Linked DNA regions of Gasterosteus aculeatus: region 1 is linked to region 2. A link is a contact called in public Hi-C data. All regions are on one chromosome and are shown on one strand. The core of a region is the stretch at or near the end of the contact, and the rest is flanking DNA. Distances in the headings are between cores, read along the strand shown.

Region 1 (2,700 bases), core at 84-2,583, 160 kb after region 2:
ACACTGTAGTAGTATTTTTTTTTTAAAGTTTTTATAAACCTGTGTATTTTAACAATAATTAGATGTGTGACAGATACGCCTTCACTTAGTGTATATTGTACATTCATGTACATACGACCAAAAGAGTAGACTCGATAAAACAACCCATACAGACGCGACCAACACACATGCTAGTGCGCAACAACAAAAACGTCTAATGCAAGAATGTAAGGAACCGATGGTTGACCTGGATGTGTGGAGCCGTGGCTTCCACGCAGACACGGTGAGAACATGCAGACTCCACACAGAAAGGCAGTTGGGTGGAGTTGAACCCTGCAGTGCCTGTTTGCCACACATTTGCAAAAATGAACCGGTCCAACTGAAAAGAGCACTCCCATCCTTTGCATAGTGAGTTTCAGCTTCTTCCCCCCCAGGCAGAGTAATCTAGTCCATGCTGTAAAACTAAGCGCCATAAAAACACTTTTGTTCCAGCAGCCACTACTCAGGTGAACAAACAACAGTGCAGCGATGCTATAGACGCAACGTTTTTGTATTTACTTATTCATTTTATTTAGCTATTAGCAGCCTTGTGTACTTTTATTATGTTTTAGCGCCTCTTTCTTTAGGACCTCTTGAATGAGAATGAGAACGAGAAAGTATCCACCAATCAGTTACGTTCTTTGTTTTTATGTTTTTTAAACCAAAAAACGGGCAAACAAACACGACTCCTATCGTATCGCTGCTGTATGAATCAGTGGAGCGGAACAAGCTTTATAGGAGCCAAACTCTGCCTTAAAACGCATCTGTACAGGATGAGGGATGTTATGATACAACTCACTACGGTGGTGTACCAGTGGCAGGAACACAGCTCACCACAAACTGCCTCACCAGTTTCAGCATTAAGATGGTTGCCGATTCGGCAGCTTCCGACCTCCCCTCCAGAGAAGAATGGAAATCACAGATTAATCACTTTGACTTATTAGCCGCAAATGTCACTCTCCAACACTTCATTAATTCCTATAATAGCAGCCGCTTCTAAAATAAGTAGCGCAAGATTAATACAACTGCGATTAATTATTTTTGTGATCTAAGCAGCTCGCATACTTGGTGGGTCGGAATGTGCTGAAGCAGCGAGAAAGTATCACCTGTAAGATAGAGGCCTTCTCATTTTCAAACGTCAATTCATTGTGAAGTGAGGAGGAATGCAAAAGTAGCATTTACTACATTGGGGATATAAAGCACATTTACATAAAGGAAGTGACCCATTAACCTCATGCTATGGTTTCAGCAGGTTTATTAACTCAACAAAGACAAAGGCGCGATTTGGGGTAACGCTTGGGCCTGCGTTGTAATAATATAGTTTCAAAACCCAGAAGATCGACCAGCCGATGTGAGACCTGAAACCATTCTAGCTTTGGTGTTACTTTCATTTACACCACATTATGCAAAATGAACACATTGGGTTACTTTCTCCATATGCTTATAAATGCAGTCTAACGTTCGTAACTTTAACCTGCTTTTTAACAGAAAAACATGAAAACAGGATATTTACGGTTGAGAGATGCAAAAACGGGCTGTGGCTGTGAGGCATGTGTACCAACCCCCAAACGCTGGAAAAAACTACTTTTTTCAAGGATTCTCATATCAAATTCATACTAATAAGCTGCACAGCGGCCAATCATGTTTGCCAATCAGCATCAATGAAAACACGCACTGCTCACCTAATTGTGAAAAAATCCGCTGCTGTCATTTTGACTTTGACTTTCGCTGGTTTTACGCTTACAACAGCTGTAGATGATTACTTGCATAACCTATTTACGTGCAAAGGCACAGCAGAGTTGTGCTTTTCGCCTTACATGTTGAAGAATACAGGGCATCGAAGGGCGCATGCGCAACATGGGTTTCTCGCTTGTCGTCCGCAGTGGGCGGACGGTAAAAGCAGCTTCTTCTACCATTTCTTTGTATTTGTGTAACGGCTACATTTGTCATCGTAACGTCTGGAAAATTGAAATAACACACATATTGCATATATAATTCTAAGACTAAACAGTAAAAAAAACATATAAAAGTTTAATTAACATTTTTATGTTTTAATTTTGGAAGGGTGCCTACATTGCCTACCCTGACTGCATGTCACTGGATGAGAATCCGGAAATATGAGCACATAACACTCATCCTCCACTCACTGCACTGGGTCCATGTTCCGGATTGACTACAGAGTTTTACTACTCATTCATAAATGCATAAATGGACATGCAACCCCATATCTGCAAAGCTACTGACTCCCCAAACCTCCACCCGCACCCTCAGATCTGCAAGCAGCTCCTCTGGGTCCCCAACACCAAGCTCCGCACCATGGGCGACCGGGCCTCAGTAGCATTAAGACCCAAAACGGGTCATTTCAAGCAGAGTTATTTTAGGTAGGCTGAAAAGGGTGCCATCAAAAATTATCCTTGTGATATTTTTGACAAAAGTATGTTTTAGATGTATGTTGTATTCACCAAGAACCATATCAACAAAATACACTTTGCAAATTAATATAAGTGCATGTTTACCTTTGTCACACCCATCTCTTGCTTGTGGGTGCACATCACCCGTTTTTTTTTACAAACGAAGGACGTATAAACATTTTTCATTAGAAGTTCATAATGCTTTTACATTACAGCATTTGTGCAATCAGCCTCCATCCCAGAGACAACCTGCATCCACAGATGGGACGGA
Region 2 (2,700 bases), core at 157-2,656:
GTCCTTGCCCTAAAAAACGTAGTCTAAAGTCCGCTTTAGACTAAATGCTAACGACTACCAGGCCTTTTGCTTTTGATAAATTGGCTCGTCCCTCCAACACTTCAGTGGACTGGCTGCTGGCATTAACAGAGGATGCATCCACTCGCACACCAGACAGGTGGTACATGTAAAAGGCTGGTTTGCCGAGTAATTTACCAAGCAATGTTTTTTATCATAACCTTTAATGTTTGCCTCAGGACCAACATAAAGGCTAACTTGGTTATTTTCAGCCTCTTCAACCCCCTTATGTTTCTGTGTCAAAGTGACTAAAGGGTGACATTTTTTGTAATTGGTTGGCTCTTGGAGGAGAACTGTGCAGACTGCAGCTGCTAAGCAGGCTGTAGTGTTGTCGCCCAGGGTAACGCTGAATGCACGTCCACTTCAACCAGTCCGTGTGTCATGTGCCCTGAAATGTCACGTCGTGTCAATGAAGACATTACAGATAACACTTATGTATTCCAACACATCCTCTCTCCATCTCTCACTCACCTTCACACCGATGTCTCTTGGCAAAAATGATTACTTACTCTTTTGGATTATTTCCATAAAGTTGTCAGACCATTATAGTGAGTTTGCGTCCATTTGAAGCTAAGTAGTTATTACATCACAGCTGCCATTCAGCGTCTTCCCTCATTACCGAACCAACTTCATGATGTTCCCATAAGCCACCTGGACCCCAAAAGCATGTGAGCATTGGTTTACGGGTGAAGTTGCCCTTCAACACTTGTAACGTTTGTAGTGCTGTAGGACCTGAGCAGAGGAGATTGTGTAGGCAGAAAGTGAGCCTTCCTGTGCTCCCATTCAACCCCCCCCACACCATCCACCGTACATGACTCTTGTATCAGTAGGTCTGCACGCCGACATCCCGGGCTTTGTTCCCCGTTTGACTGACGGGGAGGAGGCCAGGAAAGAAATGAGATATGAGGATCAGAGAGGCAGAAGGAACAGCAGCACATGTGTGATTCTGATGAACTCGACTCACAGACTCTTTGTGCATCCAAGCACGTCCCTTCCTGTCACCATCCAGCGCCTTTCCTAGAATAAAGCAAGCAGGCTATTAAAGAGATGGCACGACAAGAATAACGATAGCTAGGTTGCTGGGTGTGTGTGTGTGCGCTGTGAGTCTATGTTGTCCATCTAACGCCTTTCACTGGTCAGGTCGTTATCATCTTTGAACTTCGCTGTCTCTCTAAAGAAGGGTTCGAAATCAAATCAGCCAGCCCCTCTTATCTTGGTTTCAGGGTGGAGGGTGGAGGGGCGCCTCTTCGCTTTCCAGCAGCGGCGCCATGATACCTGAGTAATTACTATACGGGGCTTACACACATCAGCGAGCAGTCACCAGGCAACCGGCCAGCCGGCTACGGAAACAGACTTTCCCTCAGCGTCTCTGATCCGTCCGCTCACAAACAGGGACGGCTCTGAGGGGGCCGAGTGGGGGCCAGGGATCCACGAACATTGAGCCTCCCCCCCGCCGGATGGTGCTTCTCAACCTGCATTTATCTCTAGCGTTTGCATTTTGGGGAAAATCGATTGCATCAGAATATGCTGTTTACCCATTGCAGCCTAATAATGGCTGACTGGTTGTTACGGCCATTGTGTTGTTGTGTTTTTGGCCACCTGATGAATGCAGGTCTGTTATTAACTCTCCTTTTAGCTCTTTTTTGGTCTCTACCAACCCATGAGGACAATGCTGCTCCACTACCTCACTGTGCGTGTTAGCGGGAGGTTGGTGAGTGATACAAATGGTCTTTGCTGTAAATAATGACTGGCACTACTGACCATGAACTCGAAGAGGCTAAAACCCTGTAAGGACCGTGTTCCTTTCCAGTAGCTCCTCTGTAGGACTTTGTTGATTACAGGTTCAGCAGGTGGGTTGTACTCGCTTTAATAACAGTCAAGTCATAAGTCTGTTTAAGTCCAGACTGGTGTCCCACAGCTTCATTTCAACAGAAAGGAACATGTAGTGTTTGGCAGCTGGGCGCCGCTTCCATGTGGGTTTGTCTGTTTCTCCACGGTTGTTTTCGGCAGCCCACCAGACAGTAATCTGCTTAGTCTGTGTGTTTATAATCACATTGCAAAGGCATTAAAGCAGGACTCACCAACCCACCAGTGATCTGTCCTAGCACAGCATCCTACTGACAGTCAGCTTAATCCTCCAACCTGTCCCTATCTAATTGGATGCCCTTTATTTGTAGAAAAAACATGCATGTATGTGAAGGCTGGATTAACAATGTTATGAGATTGGCAGCACTCAGAGAAACCTTTTTTTAATAAAGTGGATAATTTCTTTTAAATGACATTTCACTTGCACTTTCAAACAATGATTCAAATAACTGCCATTTAAGCTGCACCACCAATGCTTTTGTGGTCAAATAGCTACAAAGGGGGTCCTCATAGTGAAGGAAGCTCTACACAGTTTGGGCTGGAGGTGTATGGAGTGTTTTAGCGCCTTTAGCGTTATTGCTTAGCTCTGTACATCTAATGCAGTCTCTAACCCTTTCACAGTAAAGTAATCATGGTGTAAGATGGTTCCTAAAACCCTCACGTTGTCTGAGATGTCTCATCAAAAGTTATAAACTACAATATAATACTACAGACTTTCCAGGGTAGAATTTGGTCTGCGGCTCAATAAACACCAGAAATGGCGAAGCGAAATAACAA

Evidence for each region. A called contact is a pair of places that touch in the nucleus more often than the background predicts.
Region 1: a Hi-C map of skeletal muscle shows a contact between it and region 2, with 4 times the contacts expected there. The contact joins the promoter of LOC120811232 here to the enhancer-like site in region 2. A contact is called at or near these places in 2 of 6 Hi-C or Micro-C datasets (both in skeletal muscle).

What each region holds. Positions count from the first base shown.
Region 1 is chr20:18,399,144-18,401,843 of fGasAcu3.hap1.1, forward strand. LOC120811232 (voltage-gated potassium channel regulatory subunit KCNG2-like) reads right to left here and starts at 1,334. Exons shown (of 4, transcript XM_040166492.2): 1 at 1-1,334.
Region 2 is chr20:18,236,210-18,238,909 of fGasAcu3.hap1.1, forward strand. All of the region lies in intron 13 of ano10a (anoctamin 10a), which reads left to right. Among protein-coding and RNA genes, the nearest start is that of ano10a, 11 kb to the left of the region's middle. Within about 2 kb of position 1,407, at least 1 of the 9 cell types and tissues checked has open chromatin away from gene starts, as enhancers often do.